Regions from separate parts of the Mus musculus genome. Here region 1 is linked to region 2. The links are chromatin contacts, called in public promoter capture Hi-C maps. All regions are on one chromosome and are shown on one strand. The core of a region is the stretch at or near the end of the contact, and the rest is flanking DNA. Distances in the headings are between cores, read along the strand shown.

What was found. Promoter capture Hi-C pulls out the DNA fragments that hold promoters and counts their contacts.
Region 1: a promoter capture Hi-C map of liver shows a contact between it and region 2, with 2.1 times the contacts expected there. The contact joins the promoter of Auh here to the enhancer-like site in region 2. A contact is called at or near these places in 5 of 39 promoter capture datasets (the 3T3-L1 cell line, erythroid cells, liver and 1 more), 2 of 484 Hi-C or Micro-C datasets (the 3T3-L1 cell line and myocytes), 1 of 115 datasets of contacts at active chromatin or transcription factors (cardiomyocytes) and 3 of 9 other capture datasets (adipose tissue, liver and macrophages).

The regions. Positions count from the first base shown.
Region 1 is chr13:52,928,262-52,932,995 of GRCm38.p6, reverse strand. It overlaps Auh (AU RNA binding protein/enoyl-coenzyme A hydratase), which reads left to right and starts at 3,319. Exons shown (of 10, transcript NM_016709.2): 1 at 3,319-3,541. The coding sequence starts at 3,355.
Region 2 is chr13:52,768,542-52,772,768 of GRCm38.p6, reverse strand. No RefSeq gene overlaps it. Among named protein-coding and RNA genes, the nearest start is that of BB123696, 13 kb to the right of the region's middle. Within about 2 kb of position 2,113, at least 10 of the 459 cell types and tissues checked have an H3K27ac peak or open chromatin away from gene starts, as enhancers often do. A contact at or near this core is called in liver, where this site is marked.

The DNA of each region.
Region 1 (4,734 bases), core at 2,070-4,569, 160 kb before region 2:
AATCTGAGAGAAAGGGAAGCCACTAAAAACAATCTAGATGGATGTGCACATCTAAGTAGTTCCAGTAAAGGTGTGGTCCTGCCCACAGTATCTGGGCTCCAGAAGCAGCAAGGAAAGTAGTCAAATGAGTTGTAGGACTGGGTGAAATCTCTTTCCAGGATTAGGTGTCTTCTCTCTCTGGCACCTTTTCCTTCTCCCTGGGGACCCCTGGGGGCCCCTGGGGAGAAATCCCCATGTCTTTGGGGCCCATTGTTTCAATAATCTCAAGGTCAAATGGAGAGACACAAATGTCTGTTTAGAACATCCTCATTCCTGCCAGGCCAGCTCTACACCTGGACTACAGCCTTCTCGGCAGAGGAAGAAACACCAGGGACAGGCGAATACAGTGGAGAAGTCATGTGGGGACAAAATGAGAAGGTGACCATCTGCCAGCCCGGAAGATAAGCCTCAGAAGAAACTGACCTTGCCAGCACTGTGACTTTGTATTCCCACCTCCACGTCTATGAGGAAATCAAATCTGTTGTTTAAGCCACCTGATTTGTGGCAGCCAGAGAAGACTGGATACCCTGTCCTGTCCCCCTTCGCACCACAGGAGGACAGAAGAGCTAGAGGACATGTACACAATTCTACCTACTGGACAAGGGCTTAAAGGACAAGAAAGAATGAATTCCAGAGGTATAACAGGATAGGAACCAAACTATAGATTTCTGGTTCTCTAGCAACAGAGAAGGGAATTCTATACCTCTTAGGAGAAGCAGGAGGGTATACTCTCAGGCTCAGAACGTGAGAGAAATAGAGAGCTTTGTGGCAATTCTCACCCTTATTTGTTGGGGTAAGTTGGGGGGATGGCCATATTGTTATCAACGGATCCAGGTGCTCCTTGCTTCTCGGCAAATCCCACCTCAATAGACACATCAGAAGCTAAAAATATCCTGCATCAAAATGTGCTTAATACTTCCCAGGTGCTAAATATGCCAGCTTAGCGAAGTGGGACTCTGCCCAGTGTCCCTTGGGTTGTCATGATCCTGGGCTGAGCAGGAGATGCTGCTGCCAGCCTTTGAAAGGATGCAAATTCACAATAGATTTTTTTCATTTGTGTGTGCATGTATGAATGTCTAAGTGTGCACACATGCATATGTGTGTGTGACTGTCCAAGTGTGCACACATGCATGTGTATGTGAATGTCTAAGTGTGCACAATGTGTGTGAAGGCCCGAGGACCTCCACACCCTGAAGTGGTGTGCCACTTCGCCTGGCTGTTCATTTGTGCCCTTTGAGATTTTCTTTGTAATGAGCCCGCCGTGGACATAAAAGGCTTACATCACTTCTGTGAGGTACTCTGAGAAAAGAATGACCCCGAGGAAAGGGTGGTGGGAGCTGGTGCAGAGTTGGTTGGTCAGAAATATGGGAGGCCTCGGATCTCTAGTTGGTGGCTAACCTGGGCAGTGTTGGGTGGCCTCATATAAAAAGCCAATTGGCCAAATAAACAAACTGGGGAAAACCCAAAGCCTTCCCAGTGCAATGAAGTCTTATAATTTGATGTTGTCTCTGCATCTGTCTTGGACATGAACTCACCTCTCTTACCGCTGAGGTGGGCCCCAGTCACCCTGATGCAGTTGGTTTTCAGTTCTCTGCCTCCCTGGTTCTTAATTTGCTCAATTTGGATGTCTGTCTTGCCTTCACTGGGAGAGCCTGAAGCACTGTCCTCACTGATTGTCACACCCTATGTTGACTGCCAGGGAGGCAGGGAGGCAGGGATGCAGAGAGGCAGGGATGCAGGGATGCAGGGAGGCAGGGATGCAGGGAGGCAGGGATGCAGGGAGGCAGGGAGGCAGGGAAGCAGGGAGGCAGGGATGCAGGGATGACCCTCTCACCATAGCCGGACTCCAGGGGCTTGCTCTAAACCCACCAATTAGAAGCCACCATGCTGGCTGGCTTTCATCCTTAATCAAGTGCTCTCTCTCCCTACTCCCTCTTCCTCTTGCTCCTTTCTCCTCCCTTCTCCCCCCACCCCTATCTCTCCCACTAGTTGGCCTCCCTTTTACCCCGACACCTCCTTTCTGCCTAGAAATTTCAAAACTAAGTTGGAGAAACAGTAACAGTAACAATCTCAACGCTTAGCGAAAGGAACATTGCGATTAGAAAAAAAGACACAATGTAACTTTCAAGAGCAACAACCTCCCCAGCGAGCAGACACTCAGGATTCCACTGGCTCTCTTCCGTTTGGACCAAAGCCAGCAGGCAGAACACCGAAGGGACATGTGCTTCGGACGTTGAAGGTAATTATACAGAATCTCTTTTTCTTTCTTTTTAAAATAGTGATTTCTTTTTCTGGGCTTTAGTGGTCTGCCTGCTTGTTTGCGTGAGGGTGCCAGATCCTCTGGAACTTGATTTACAGACAACTTTGTGCTGCCATGCAGGTGTGGGGAATTGAACTTGGGGGTCCTCCGGAAGAGCAGCAAGTGCTCTTTACCACTGAGCCATCTCTCTAGTCCTTATACCGGAATTTATATGGCCAGAGTGTAATTTGCTTGTCTGGAAGGACAGGGAATACTCTAAGGAGACATTCTATCTCTTCCTTTAGATTCAGACTAGGAAGGCTCGCTCCTCAGGGAACTGGAAAACCTCCACTCCCAACCCCCCCCCCGCCCCCCCCCCCAGTGGAGAAGGAAAAGCTTAAATTTCTCACAGATAGTGCTGGGTCAAAGATGAAAGGGACCACACATTAACTTGGGCCTGGCTATGCATGATTTTGGTTCTCTACTTCAACTTGTGTGAGGCTTCTGTCTAAAGATAAGTTCCTCCTCTGACTGGTCCTAAACTTCCCCATCTTCACCTGGGATTCAGGGAAGAGAGGAGGGAGTCCCCACTGTTTTTTTTTTTTTTTTTTTCTTTTTGAGACAGGGTTTCTCTGTCTCTGTCAGACCAGGCTGGCCTCTGCCTCCCAAGTGCTGGGACTAAAGGTGTGTGCCACCACCGCCAGGTGGGAGTCCCCACTGTTAAAGACCTTGTGGATTTTAACAATCTGATGATACACAGAGGAGGGGAACAAGGGTCTGTCTTTCGAGTATCTTCCTTCCTTCCGGGATGGTCAGTCACAAGCCTACTATGGACCAAGTGCATGGAGGCAAGACCCTCTTGTCCTCTTCATTTAAGCGTTTCCACACTTTAAAGATGCCTCTCCTTCTCTGAGCTGGCAAAACATTAATGCTACCCGGGCGGCCGAGGTAAAGAGTGCCTGGGAGGGGCCAGACAACGAGGGGCGGGGCCAAAGCGACCGACGCCTGTCGTGTGCGTGCGCGGCTCCAAGCGGGGGGCGGAGCCTGGCCGCGGGCGCCCGCTGTAAACATACAACATGGCGGCGGCGGCTCCAGGCGCTCTGGGCGCCTTGAGAACGGTTGGCGTCCGCCTGGTGGCCGCGTGCTGCGCGCGGCTCGGCCCCGCGGCCTGGGCTAGGGGTACCGCCCCGAGGAGGGGCTACAGCTCGGAGGTGAAGACGGAGGATGAGTTGCGCGTGCGGCACCTGGAGGAGGAGAACCGAGGTGAGCTGCAGGCAAGCGCGGGCGAGGCCGCGGAGGTCTGCCCCGGCTGTCACTGCGTCCCCGAGGGTACGGTGGCCTTCCGGGTTCAGCCTGCTCAGTGATGATGCTCGCGCCTGGGGTCTCTCCAGCCAAGGTCAATGCGGAGCGTGTAGTACAGGGCCAGGGTTGCTTCTTGCTGTGTAATAGCTCCCTGCTACCCCAGGCGTCAGTGCGAGAGTTGTAGGAGCTGCAGCGGGGATGCCTTTTTATTACTCGAGAGAAGCTTAAATTAGAAGCATTCTTTTGCACATATTATCTCGGAGAGTTAGTTTTGGGGGGCTGTTGCACTTCACTTAAAGAATTTTGAACGCTTTTTAAATTTTTTGCCTTGCTGAGCTCCGTGGGGGGTAAATAATGAGGCTATTCATCTTGCCCTTGGGCTGATTACAGTGGGAGGAGACAGATATATTAGTGCATGGCAAAGGGTGGAAAGCTATGAAAAGGTAAGATGCAGAGGAATATTGAGTTTCCTTTAGTTGCAGTGTCGGCTTAACTATAGTGATTGAGAAGGTGGAAGAACGTATTGCCCAAGAAGGAAGAGAGGACCACTGAATGCATTTTGACATCCATTTATTGGATGCTGGAATCTGTTAAGAAGTGGAAAATAAGTCAGTATGGCTGTCTTTTTAGAAGCTCTCCTGTGTATTGAAGGTCAGATGACGCTTGCTTCAAGGCTTGTTGAGAACCCCGAAATGCCTGCAGGGTTTATCTCTCACTGTTATAACCTAGGCTGCCCTGGAAGTTAAGATCCCCAGATTTAAGAGTGCTGGGATCACAGGGCTGAACCACAGTGTCTACTCCAAGGCATTCTGTAGGCAACACGAGACTGACAGTTCTGACGCAAAGTTCCCTGTGCTCCACCCATCGAATATATCAAGCAGAATGATAGGCACTCCATGAGGTGGTTGTGGAGATGGGAAGGATACTGTGTATTGAGGGTTGAGCAGCCTCTGCAGGGCGCTCAGAAGTATGCGGAGTCATTTTGTTTCTTGCACGTTCAAGCCTTCTGAGACAGCGGAATGGTCAAAATGATGGAGATATTTATTTGGGAAATGACAGAAGACAAGTATGGTGTGACAGAGTTGTAGGAAGCTAAGCTGGGGCCTTAGAGGCCTGGAATCATTAAAGCCTTGGATGCCAGTCTTTTTGGGTAA
Region 2 (4,227 bases), core at 864-3,363:
AAACAGAATCCCCCATTCTATACTGTCTTACATGTTGGTTTCTTTGTTTATACTTTGTTCATTATTGATGAGGACTCTCCAGGCCTCAGAGTTGACTTAACTTGGGGTGACCCAGACCCCAGTAGTCACCTCTTGTGGTTTCCACCAGAGAGAAGTAACTAAGGTATTATTGTGTTGAGATTATAATGTTAATGTCATTTCCCCTCCTCTTTCCCACCTTCAGACCCCCCACCCCCAATTGCTTGTCACCCCTATGTTCTTTTTAATCCAAGAACTGTGCAGAATCTTGGTACTTGGAGAAAGAGGCCACTGGAAGCTGAAGTTCTGACTTCCCATTAACCGACCCAGTGGCATTCTTATTATCCATTGGGAGCCAAAGTCACATTCAGGTGCCTCAGGCCACCAACATGGTGTGTGGATCAGAGAACAAAGTCTGCTATGTCTGGTATGTACCTAAGACTGGGTCGTTTATAACAAACAGGACTTTATTGGCTCAGTTCTAAAGGATGGAAGGCCAAGGTTAGCCAGCCAAGGACAGCAGAGTGAGTGTTGACCTCATGGATTCCAAGCAGTTGTGATTATATGTAGGAGATTGGGCCCATTAATGTTCAGCTATGGAGACGAGTTGGGGTCTCCTGGGATCTTTCTCCCCTTTTCCGCAGCCCTGAATGGAGCAACCCCTGAAGTTCCCTGCTGCTATGGGAAAGTGAAGGTGTGAACTGGAATTTTTTAAATGAGTGAGGTGACTTGTTACATGTCCTTTAGGAGTCTGACTTATTTCTCTTAGCATAATGACCCTCATTGCTTCCATAGCATCAGTGGTGGGCGGGGGGTAAGGAAATTAGATTATGGCATCCAGATATAGTCTGAGAGGAGATGTTAGTTCTGGTCTTGGTATCATATCAGGAGAATGTGGACACAGTCATGTTCGTTCAGAAGGACTGGAAGAGTTTGGAAGCTCCTAGCACTTAGTGCTGAGTCATGTTACAGGAGATGGAAGTGCTGACTGGATCTTATACAACCTCAACCACACTGAACAGCCAGCAACAGGTGTCCTCTCCACCATGGTGCCTGAGTTGCAAATGTGCACTAAGACCTGTGTACACCCTACAGTAGACAGATGGATGGGTAGGTGAACATTTGGATAGACGGGTAGAGACCCATGCATCCAGTCAGCCGTTTGTCCACCTGTCCCTCCACCATCTACCCATCCATTATCCCTAAACACTTCTCCCTTTACATCTCAATTGTCCACAGACAGCAACGCGTGGGCAGACAGCAAGTGTCCAGGAGGTTATAAGATGATGCAGTGTGCTCAGGCTTAACTGTTTCTTCCCCCCTCGCCACACCCCAAGCACCTTCCCTGCCCCTGGGAACCACTCTCATCAGCCTCTAAGGTCCACTTCTTTTTACAGTCTGACTCATAAGCATTTCGTTGAGTTTTATAGTTGTTAGTAGATGCGTTCCTTATCTTCTAGTTGCTGTTATAACATATTGAGATAGTCAACTTATAAAGAGGGAAGGTTTATCTTGGCTCACGTTCCCAGAAGTTTCAGCTCGTGGGGTTGTGGTGCTGTGGCTTTGGGGATGTGGAGGAAACACGTCAGAACAGTCAAGGAGCACAGGGTGAAAGGGTGGGGAAAGGACTAGGGTCCTGTCCTGAGCATGGACATACCCCCAGTGACCTAACCTGCTTCCACTGGGCTCACCCATTAAAGGTTCTACCAGCTCCTAGTCTTGCAGTAGGTTGGCAACCAAGCCTTCCCATGACCTTTGGGGGATCATCAAGATTCACACAGGGGCTGTGGGGGTCCTGAAGGAGAACATTGTCAGGCTGAAGCCTTGGTTTCATTTCATTTTAACACCATTGATGAAACCTAATACAGTGTGTGTCTGTGTATGGCTCGCTGCTCACGGGCTGGGTGGATGAAATCTGAACCCATTTTTGCGGAAAAGCCCAGGACTTCTGAATGTAAGAGTACAGATGGCACATAGGGAGTTCTGAACTCTATTAGGAAGCTGATAGCTAGTGATCTGTCCCACTGCATTGGAAGCTTTGGGTGACAGAGCAAGCGAATTCCCACATTTGTTTGGGCACCACGCCTTCTCTGTAGGCCTCCTAAACTGTGTAATGATTAATCACCACTGACTGCATTTGGGCTTCCCTAGGAGATGCAGCTCTGGGCTTGTGTTTGAGGGAGTTTCCGGAGAGGTTTAACCCCAAAACCTGTCTCTGAGCGTGGTTGATGCATCCGATGGGTTGGAGTCCCAGGCTGTATTACAAGGAGGAAGTCATCTCCATTGATTGCTCGGTGTCCTCACCGTGGAAGCAGTGTGACTAGCTTCCTCAAGTTCCATGTTCTTCACTCCATGATGGGCTGTTGCTTAGTCCACCCTGCCTTCAGCGGCTTCTATCAGGCACCGTGGGCTTGCTGCAGCGGTGTGAAGTGCACTCATGCCTCCCGGATGCACTGGCTTTCGTTTACTCTGGAGATCTCCAGTCTATGACAGAAAGTACATGTGTTATCATGCAGGAATTTATGGAACATCTTACATCTAAAAGGCTTCTGATGGAACAGACTGAGGGGCCTCCCGGAGCTGCTGGCAGGGCTCTGTGTCTCCGTCAACATGCCGGTTTCATGAACACACACTGTTTGCCAAGATCTGTCAGGCTGTGCAGTGTGACACATGCACTTTTACATCATACTGCATTTCAGTTAAACACATGCAAAAATAACTTCACGCTGAAAGCTGGGTGACCTGAAAAACAATGAGGGGTGGATCCAGGTGTGTCAGCTAATTGGCAACCACAAAACAGAGCTAGAACAGTAATGCAGTGGTGAAGACCAGTCTTCCATGATGAGATGGTGCAACCACCTCCCATGGGTTCGGTTCAGAGAGGAGCCTCCAAAGGCAAAAGACTCAGGGCAGACTTTGGATGGTGGTAGGTAGTAGCCTCTTGCTACATCAGGAACTAGGCACAGCCCTGCAGGACCAGACCAAACAAGGTGCCAAAGATGGGAGCCAAGCTTGGACACTGTCTGCCATCTCTTGGGGGAAGTAAGGTGACCTGAAGTGGAGGAACGAGAAGGCATCACCAGTGCTCATAAGTTCTGATGGTGTCTCATCAAGGACTGTTGGCCCAGCAGGCTATGTTATGGCTTCAAGACGGCAGAACTTCCAAGCAGAGACAGACCCCAGAATGAAGTGTTGCACAAACAGGTCCTGATTTCCCTTTCCACGTGCACCTAGCTTGCCCCTTCCTCTCAAAGTGCCTCAGCTGCAATTCTTTCACCAGGAAGTGATGCTTCAAACACAGAGTATAAATGAACAGTAAACTTCCAGCAGTAAAATACAGGTCAAGACCACGCCCAAGGTTGAGCACGAGACTCTAGAAAATCAAACCCGTGTTTCTGTGAATCGATGACAGGAACCGAGTGGGTGATGGGGAAACGAAACTCCCAAAGGAAGGCCCTAGAAGCAAGGTATGGAGATAAGAGACTTCTCAGGTGGAAGAGAACACAAATGGCCTCAGGGCTTGTCACGAAGCCACTACAGGAGTCCTGCAGAGCAAGCTCCAAGAGGAGGCCGTACCAAATGGAAGGAATGAAGAATGGAAACGGGGTGGGCTGTGCAACAGAGCCACAGGTAAAAATGAGCGTGTGTGGAGGAGCCTTATAGAGCACAGCATAGATGGTCCCTGGGAGGATGGCTGCAAGAGGCCTTGTATAAAAAGACTGGCACGCAGTGTGACTCGGAGAAGAGAGCTCAGAAGCTGTAAAGACAGTAAGGAGACAGAGACATAAGCGACTCCAGCAGGGAGTATGAGCAAGGTATAAACAATTTAGCTCTCACCCCGAGCCCTGAATATACAGCTGTCAGCATTCATTAAAAAAAAAAAAAGTGCTTAAAGACATACAAATGGTCACCATGCTGATCCTACTACACCGCACAGGTACCCAGTTACTGCCTGGCACCCCATATGTTTGCACATTGAATTAATTTTAAAATCTGTCAAAATGGCTGTTGTATTTGGACATAACCTCTGGGTAGCCTTTCACACCTTAGTCATCTGTAGATCTCCATATATGGACAGTGCACGAGCTGTGGTGTCGTTATCATGGTAGCGTTCAAGTAGCGATGAGGAAAATGTCTCTAGAAAGGCCATCTGGTGGCAAATATTTCTCTGAATATCTTCAGCTTGGGGTTGGTTGAATCCTCACTTGC